2 separate regions of the Sus scrofa genome follow, and region 2 is linked to region 1. Evidence: chromatin contacts called from public HiChIP or PLAC-seq data. All regions are on one chromosome and are shown on one strand. The core of a region is the stretch at or near the end of the contact, and the rest is flanking DNA. Distances in the headings are between cores, read along the strand shown. Region 1 overlaps RAD9B (cell cycle checkpoint control protein RAD9B). Region 2 overlaps CCDC63 (coiled-coil domain-containing protein 63).

The links. HiChIP or PLAC-seq counts read pairs in DNA pulled down with a chosen protein or histone mark.
Region 2: an H3K27ac HiChIP or PLAC-seq map of alveolar macrophages shows a contact between it and region 1. The contact joins two enhancer-like sites. A contact is called at or near these places in 3 of 47 Hi-C or Micro-C datasets (alveolar macrophages, epiblast stem cells and omental adipose tissue) and 1 of 2 datasets of contacts at active chromatin or transcription factors (alveolar macrophages).

Annotation. Positions count from the first base shown.
Region 1 is chr14:31,879,490-31,884,191 of Sscrofa11.1, reverse strand. It overlaps RAD9B (cell cycle checkpoint control protein RAD9B), which reads right to left. Exons shown (of 11, transcript XM_013982863.2): 5 at 2,091-2,190. Among named protein-coding and RNA genes, the nearest start is that of VPS29, 12 kb to the right of the region's middle. Within about 2 kb of position 2,626, at least 3 of the 83 cell types and tissues checked have an H3K27ac peak or open chromatin away from gene starts, as enhancers often do. A contact at or near this core is called in alveolar macrophages, where this site is marked.
Region 2 is chr14:32,183,243-32,187,944 of Sscrofa11.1, reverse strand. It overlaps CCDC63 (coiled-coil domain-containing protein 63), which reads right to left. Exons shown (of 13, transcript XM_021072528.1): 8 at 3,429-3,649. Among named protein-coding and RNA genes, the nearest start is that of MYL2, 28 kb to the left of the region's middle. Within about 2 kb of position 2,679, at least 2 of the 83 cell types and tissues checked have an H3K27ac peak or open chromatin away from gene starts, as enhancers often do. A contact at or near this core is called in alveolar macrophages, where this site is marked.

The DNA of each region.
Region 1 (4,702 bases), core at 1,377-3,876:
AAATTGGTACAAACTTTTCAGATAGCAATTTGGTAGTGAGTCCACACGCAAATTTAAATTTTTTTTTTTTTTTTTTGTCTTTTTAGCTATTTCTTGGGCCGCTCCCGCGGCATATGGAGGTTCCCAGGCTAGGGGTCGAATCGGAGCTGGAGCCACCGGCCTACGCCAGAGCCATAGCAACGCAAGATCCGAGCTGCGTCTGCAACCTACACCACAGCTCACGGCAACGCCAGATCCTTAACCCACTGAGCAAGGGCAGGGACCGAACCTGCAACCTCATGGTTCCTAGTCGGATTTATTAACCACTGCGCCACAACGGGAACTCTGCAAATTTAAAATTTGTATAAGCCTTTGACCCAGCAATTTCATTTTTAGAACTCCGTGTTAGGCAGCCTATAAAATGGCCCCTAATGATCCCCACTGCCTGGTATTCATACCCTTATATAATCCCCTGCCCCTAGAGTATGGTCTGCACTTACAGATTCTCATTTAATAAAGAAAAAGTGATGAAATGTCAATTCTGAGATTAGTTTTAAAAAAGACTATGGCTTCCATAATAGGATACTGCCCCTTCCCCCTCTCTCTCTCTCTCTCTCTCTCTCTCTCTCTCTCTCTCTCTCTCTCTCTCTCTCTCGCTACCCCCAACCCCTGGCCCAGATTACCAGTTGCTATGTTGTGAGGACAAATGAGGTAGCCTACAGAGAGGCCTACATGGTAAGGAAATGAGGGCTACAAGCAGCCATGGGAGAGAGCTTGGAAGCTGACCTTCTGAGGCCTTCCAACAGCCAGATCAGTGAGCCTGAGAGTGAATTTCCCCAAGTTCAGTCTTCAGATGAGACCACAGCCCTGGATGATGGCTTAACTTCAACCTCATGAGAAACCTTGGGCTAAAAGCACCCAGCTAAGCCACACTTATTATTTTGAAGTAATAAATGTCTGGTTATTTCTAAAGCTTTAAGCTATGGGACAATTTACTCCACAGAAACAGGAACTAATACACTATCCTATGCACTACTAACAGCATTGTTTGTGAGGGCAAAAAGCTGGAAACTACCAACTTTTCTACTAATAGGGTGATGGGTAACTAAATTACATTTCAGTCACACAATGAAAAATTATATAATCATTAAAAAGAATAAGATGGACACAGAAACTAAAAAAGCAAATTGCCAGACAAGAATAGTAGTAGGACATTTTCTTTTTAAAAAGTATGTATGTGTCTAGTATGTGATATAAATTTGAGAGAGAGGGAGAAAGAAAAAAAAAAGATATCCATAGCTACAGAGAGAGAGAAAGTTATAGAGAGACTGGCTATAAACAGAAAATGCAGAAGGATATATACCAACTTGTTATGAGGTGTTACTCTGTCAAGTAGGATATACACAGCAAGTAGATGAGAAAGACTTTCATTTTTCATTTTTGCACTCTTCCGCAAATTTTACGTATATTGCAAGGAACACACATACTTTCTCGTAATTTAAAAAACAATAAGGATAAAAGATCTTTTGGCTCACAAAGTAATTACTGTTAAATGTTTAATGCTACAGCTTAACTGAAAAATCGAGTACCTTTCACTGACAAATATGTTTCACTCCTTCTCTAGGAAAAAAAAAAACAGAAATAGGGATAAAAATCACTTCACATAAAAAATGTTAAAATATCCTTGGGCTATGTGTGTTAAGACTCAGAGAGAAGGCAGTATATTAATTCAAAATATTATTAGCTCATATATTTTTCTCTTAATGACTTAATGTAAAAAGCCACTGATGGGGTATTTCTAGAACTTTCTTGACCACTAAAGTATAATTTCTACCATTAGTCATTATTTACTATTATCTTTCTTAAGGCTTCCTCTTGATCCTGTAAGGTGATTTCTGTAAGTCCATTGTTAGGTTAAATATATATATATTTATATATATATTCATATGTCTTATATATATATATTCATGTATCTTATATATATATATTTAATGTTAGAAATACACACACACATACATATGACTGAGTTTAAAGTTCTAGAGCATTAATTCTTTACTCTGTGACCAGACTATATTCAGAAGAATAAAAATAAGCAAAAGAGAGCTCATTACCTTGGTTGAATCACTAGCATATTAGTACACATGTTCTTTTCAAAAATAACTTGCAAAGGCTGACTTTCTTGAAAACACACATTATGAATTCTTTTAATACCTTAAAAATAATAAGGAAATACATTAATAATTTCAAGTGCAAAATTAACAGATGTTTAAAAGGCTTTAAATTTCACAGCCATATAAAAATAGTAAAATTAAAGTAATATTCAATAGTTGGCAGGTACACATAGCTTACCAGAAGCACTATTCCTTAATGAATGTATTTATCGCTCCCTAGTGGACACCATGTAACATGTCACACCCTCTGACCAATCAGGTAGCAGAGCTCCCACTTCTTTTCAGGGAATTTCTTATATTGCGTGTAAAACAGTAAATACCCACTGCAGATCATATATGTATGATTCTCCTTCAGTATTTTTCATCCAAGACTGATATTTCTGGATGGAACCTCTGAAAGTAAAACCTGATCATTGGGTTCTTTTCCTCTGAGAGGAGGAAGAGAGGAGTGTGTAGCAACAACAGCTATGGCCCAATGTCCTGCAGTAGAAACTGCAGCACACATTGCACATGCAGTACCTCTGATCCTCACAATATCCCTGTGGAGTAGGTACTTAATATCAAAAGATGAAGCTATAGTTCTAGAGCTCTGTTAAGTGCTGTGCTATGCTGTTTTAACAAGTATGGCTAGATTTTGAATCTAAGTTTGTTTTTTCTCTTTTTTTTTAGCCATATTGGTGGCATGTTGAACCTGTGCCACAGCAGTGACCTGAGCTGCTGCAATGACAATGCTAAATCCTTAACCTGCTGCGCGCTACAAAGGAAATCCTCTCTCTCTTTTTTAAATTTTATGAATCTAAGTTGTATTTTGCTTTGTTTTGCTTTTTAGGGCCACACCTCTGGCATATGGAAGTTCCCAGGCTAGGGGTGGAATTGGAACTGCAGCTGCTGGCCTATGCCACAGCCACAGCAACTTGGGTCTGAGCCACATCTGTGACCTACACCACAGCTCAAGGCAACGCTGGATCCTTAACCCACTGATCGAGGCCAGGGATCAAACCCACAATCTCATGGATACTAGTTGGGTTCATAACCCTCTGAGCCACAACGGGAACTCCTCTGAATCTAAGTTTGAACATAAAGCCCATGAAATAAAATTCAGGTAGGCTATAACTTTCTACAGCATAATAATGTTACCATGAGAAGCAAAAGGATTCACTATAAATATTTCTCAACTTATTTTTAACTGAATTAATAAAAACAGCAACATTTATTATTTTCATAAATATTTACTGAGCACTTGCTGTGTACAAGGCTGATCAGCTGGCTTTTGCTGGATAACAAACCACATCAAAAATTTAGTGGTTCAAAATAACAAACATTTGTTATTTCTCACGATTGAGTGGCTCCTCTGGTGAAGGCTGGCTTAACTGTGGCTGGATCATTTTGAATGGCCTCACTTTCACATCTGGGGCCTCAAAGTTGGGACAACCGGAACAGCAGGATGGCTGGGGCCTTTCACCACCTGGTCTGCAATCTTCCAGGAGTCTACACTTTGCTGTGCTTATTTTCAGGCCGATGGAAACATTCTTAGTTTAAGAGTAGAAGCTGACATACTTTTCTTTTTTTTTCCTGCTTTTTAGGGACATACTTGGGGCATATGGAAGTTCCTGGGATAGGGGTCAAACTGGAGCTACAGTTGCCAGCCTATGCCACAGCCATAGCAACACTGGATCCGAGCCACATCTGTACCTATGCTGCAGCCTGCAGCAACACTGGATCCTTAACCTACTGAAAGAGGCCAGGGATCGAACCCTCATCCTCATGGATACTAGTCGGGTTCTTAACCTGCTGAGCTACAACAGGAACTACTGACAGGTCTCTGGAGGCCTAGGCTTGGAACCCACATAATATCACTTCTAATGCATTCTATTGATATCAAAGCAAGTCCAAGTCCAGCTGAGAGTTGGGGAAGTACTTCAGCTTTCAAAGGGAGGGCCTGCAAATAATTTATAAGTATTTTTCTGTAACCTACCATACAGGGACTACTTTTGGAGCTGTGGACTAGCGAAGAACAAATCAGACAAAAATCTCCAACCTCACAGAGCTTACATTCTAGTGAGGGGAGACAAACAATAAGAAAATAGGAAGTAGGGAGGCCCCCTGTGGCACAATAGGTTAAGGATCTGGTGTTGTCACTGCAGCACCAGGTTGCTGCTGTGACAGAGATTTGATCCCAGTCCTGGGAACTTCCACATGCTGCAGGTGTGGCCAAACAACAACAAAAACAAAAAACAGATTAAGTAAAGAGAATGCTTACTGTAGGCCAAACATTCTCTGATATAAACTGTACAAATGTTTTCTTAGATCAGTTACTCAAATTATGTTATTCAAATGTTTCTCAATGCCTTTAAATTCACTGTTTTGAGAGTTTAAAGTCATTAGCACATCTGCAGAATGCCTTTTTACAAAACCTCAAAACCTTGAAGTAGGAATCCTGTCCTTTTTTTTTTTTTTTGTCTTTTCTAGGGCCGTACCGTGGCACATGGAGGTTCCCAGGCTAGGAGTCTAATTGGAGCTGTAGCCACCGGCCTACACCACAGCTCACCTCA
Region 2 (4,702 bases), core at 1,430-3,929, 300 kb before region 1:
CCAAATCTGAGCCACATCTGCAACCTATACCACAGGTCACAGCAACACTGGATCCTTAACCCACTGAGCAAGGCTAGGGATCAAACCCACATCCTCCTGGATACTAGTGGGGTTCATTACCACTGAGCCACAATGGGAACTCCCGAAGTTACTGTTCTGGTGCAAATATTGTTCTAAAGATGGGAAACCTGAAGCCCAGAAGAGGCAGGTATTTGTCCATCCTTCATCAGGCGCACTCACCCTAAGGCCAGAGAGAGAGTACCTCATGGGTGAATGAGAAAGATCAAGGTCAATTCTGTTCAGGAACCATTTCCTGGTGGGGTCGGTTTTTGACTGAGGTCGTCCCAAGTTTCTGCTATGGCTTTTCTCTGTCATCCCACTGGGATTAGTAAGATGCTCCCTCCTGGAAAATGAGAATTCAGGATCCTGCCCACTGGTCCTGCCCACTTCATCCTTTCATCCTTTCCTTTAGCTCTTTTGGGCTGCAAAAACCTTCCCCACAATACTGATGATGGCAACCAGAGGGCAGTGGTGATGCGCTTAAACAGGAAGTCCCAACTAGGCTCCACTGGCTGCCTCAGAGCAAATTGGACCCAGCTGGTCTGGGGGAGTGAGGGCGAGCATGGCCGGCTGGGTTTACAGAAGCAGCAGGCACTCAGCTTCCTCGGAGTCGTCAGATCTGATTTTCCAAGGGAAACCAGAAATATCCTGATTTTTAAATGTGGGCAACATATTAATTTTAAAATTTGGGTTATGAGGGAGACCAAGCAGCAGAACAGAGGCTACATTCACCCAGTTCATGACATCTGATCCTAGCCCTCTAGGTGGGGATGAAGTCAGATGTTATAATCCTAATTGTTTTTAACTTAAAAAAAAAAATCTGAACCTTAGCTTGAGCAGAAGTGCCACAAGTGAGTTCCCGTTGTGGCTCAGTGGTTAACGAATCTGACTAGGAACCATGAGGTTGCAGGTTCCATCCCTGGCCTTGCTCAGTGGGTTAAGGATCTGGCGTTGCCGTGAGCTGTGGTGTAGGTCACGGAAGGGGCTTGGATCCTGCGTTGTTGCTGTGGCTGTGGCGTAGGCCAGTGGCTACAGCTCCGATTATACCCCTAGCCTGGGAACCTCCATATACCACAGGAGCAGCCCTAGAAAAGGCAAAAAGACAAAAAAAAAAAAATTGCCACAAGGCGGCAAAAAATGTCCTAGACATTCTCTCCCATCACCCATCCCACCTCTACCCTTCTCCAGAACCACTCCATTTCATCTGTTTTACATAGTGGTGTTTCCCCATAACCTGGGTTGAAAGAAAAGTTTTGTAGCTTTCTAATCAAAGTTTAGAAACTACTGCTCTGGTCCAAGTATGTCATTCTACAGATGGGGAGACTGAGGCACAGAGATGGTGAGAGTTTATCCATCCTTCCTCAGACATACTTGTCCTCACACCAGAGACAGGCTGGGGCTGAAGGAGAAAGGAGGGAACATGCCTCAAGGTGACTGGGAAGGCCAAGGTCAATTACTGTTGGAGAACCATTTCCTGGTGCCTCCTCTGTGCTCTGGGTATGCAGAAGGTATATGCCAAACCTCTGGAAGATCAGCTTCCAGAAGAGAGACAGAGGGCCATTCAGGCTCCTTTCCCCCTCGCTCTCTGGCTCAGGTTGGGCCCAGCCAAGGGCAGACCCTGGCTGGAGACTGGACTGGACAGTGGGGTTGGGAGAACTTGCCCTCCATCTTGGCTGGTCACTAGTTTGGCCACAGGCCTCCAGGAAGGACAGACAGCCTTTCCCACACACCTGTCTCCTGAGGCCAGAAACTGCTCCCTCCCCTCAGCCATTCTGGAGCTCAGCTGTGCTGTTCTGCATTCTCCCTTCTTAATTCCCTTAGACCTTTGTAAATAGTCCCTTAAAAACAAAACAAAAACAAAGCCTCCCCTCAGGAGTTCCCTTCGTGGCTTAGTGGTTAACGAAACCGACTAGCATCCATGAGGATATGGGTTCAATCCCTGGCCTCACTCAGTGGGTTAAGGATCTAGCATTGCCATGAGCTGTAGTGTAGGTCGCAGACGCAGCTCAGATCTGGCGTTGCTGTGGCTGTGGTGTAGGCCAGCAGCTACAGCTCTGATTCAACCCCTAGCCTGGGAACTTCCATATGCCGCAGGGGCAGCCCTAAAAAGCAAAAATAAATAAAAATTAAAATTAAAAACTCACTTCAATTTACCCATTTTGGGCATGCCATCTATCTCCTTTGACAGTCCCAGTAACTGATACAACCATCTCCGTTTCCACATTACCACCTGTATAATTATTACCTATCACTATTATTAGTAGTAGTTTTAAATTGACCAAATTTTGCTTATTATGTTTATCATTATTTGTTTATTGTTATTACTATTATTTATCACCCTAAGGAATCCTATCCATTGAATCACAATGCTCTGGTAGCTATGTTTTTCCTAATCCTCATTACAATGAATTCATTACTAGTAAATTAAAATGTTTCACCTATATGCTAGCTACTGTCTACTTGCACATGGCCCCACATTTAGGAAATGGTGACACTGCAGAAGGAAGGGCTCCCCTGGTCAGATAAACAGAGCACAGGGACCTCAGAGGGAAGAGTAGTGAACTCCCAGAGGAAGTGACATTTGTGCAGCATTAGGACTAATGAGCGGTATTGCATCAGAAGAAAAGCCGGGGTTGGGGGGAGGAAGAAGCACGAGGAAAGCCTCAGAGGAGGAAGATGCAGGGACAGCTGGGACTGGCAGCTGCCAAGAGTGCCTTGGGGGTCCTGATGGGAGCTGAGCCTGCAGCGGCAGGTCAAAGTCAAATTTTGAAGTTACTGGAATGTCACACTAAGGGGTTTAGACTCTCTACCGTGCATAGTTCCAAAGGCTGTTTATGTGTGTTCTGGGGAGTAAGTAGCCTGCGGAGCCAATTAAGTTTGGGAAATTATGAGTTCAACAAAGGTAAATGGTTTCTGTACTACAGGACTTGTCAGAGTCTTTTCTATGCTCGAAAACATCAGCTCTCTCCAAGATCAATTTACCATCTCTCCTCAATTCTGTGAAGCTGTTTTTTAATAAGGGTCAGCAAGCTTTGATGGCAAAGGCCAGATAGTCGATATTTTGGGCTACATAGGCCACGTGTGGTCTGTCCTGCATACTCCTTTTTTTTTCCCTTAAACTCTTCAAAAACTATTCTTAGCTCATGAACTAGACAAAAACAGGCCAAGGGCCATATCTGGCCATGGATATCGTTTACCAAACTGTGGATTATAAAATATGCCATGGAATATAGTGTTTCCCAAACTCTTGTGACTTGAGGCCCTTTTTTTCTTCAGAGCATCTCAAAGATGTTCTGAGAAACCCAATTTGGGGAAGACCACTGTGGAAGCTGGCGGGCCCAGGCCTGGGAAAGAAGAGGTGCCCCAACCTGGATTCTCTCGGTCTTCTTGTGCATGGTCTCCATGTCATTGTTGAGCTCCGTCACATACGTGAACCGAGCGAAGTTCTTCTCCTCCTTGGCCAGAAACTCTTCAATGAGCTGATTCAGGTTCCCATTCTCAATCAGCTTCAGCAGCCGGAGATGAGCCACTTCGTAGCTCTCAAAACTCTCACCCTTGTTCTTCTTCCTGTGCTTCTTTGACTTGAGAGCTGGAAAAGGAAGAGCTGGCCACCATGAGTGTGAAAGGGAAGCTGCTCAGAGCCATGCCCGGTGGAGGTATGCATGCCCCTTGGGGAGGGGGCTAAACTTTCCCAAGAGATGGAGCGGGACCTCCCCTCCTTAGTCCCACTTCACAAGTATCAAATTGAGCACCTGCTCTGTGCCAGACATTGTGCTGGGCTCTGTAGATAAAAAATCCCTGCTCCATGGAGCTTTTGGCAGAGGAACCAGCCACAAAGAGAACAGAGAGAGAGAGATATTCAAGTAAACAGAAAAAGAAATCCAATAATTACCATTGTGGCCTAGGACATGGAGGAGATGTAACATGTGCTGTGATGGGGGAGCTTGGTGGCTGGGGAAGCCCTCTTGAAGGAGGTGACATTTGAGCAAGATGAAGGTCAAGGAAGCCCTGTTGGCAGAGGGCCTTAGGCAGACTCAGAGTTTGGCAAATGCAAGGAATTAGAACCATGAAAGTTCTCCAAGACTTGCTCTCCAGCCTGATACCTGCAATAGGCCCATCTCTCTTGAACCCAGTCTTATCTCTCTGATTGGGCCTCCACAGAGCAATCAGAAGGATCTTTCTAGATCTTCCTAGGCACATCTGGCCACGTGACCTCCTTATATGTGTGGTTCTCCACTGTCCTGAGGGTGAAGCTGAAGCTTCTCAGTTTTAAGATCTGATCCCCTCGCCCCTCAGTGCCTCATCACTGTCAGACTCAGTCTCCTCTGCCTTAGTCCCCCAGTGACCTCCCACCACACTTAGAAGCAATGCCGAGCTCTTCCCGTGCAGCCTACAAGACCCTGTGTGATCTGTCTCCTTCCCACCCCTCCAACCCCACTGCCTGCCACTCTCCTGCTGGCACCAACTCCTTCCAGCCAACTGGTCTCCTCTCTGTTCTGGAAATACTCCCACCTCAGGGCCTTTGCACTCACAGATCCCTCTGCCTGGGATACATTTCTCCTAGACCTCTGCATGGCTGGTTCCCTTGTGATATGCAAGTATCTGCCCAGATGTCACCTCCTCCAAGAAGCCCACCCTGACC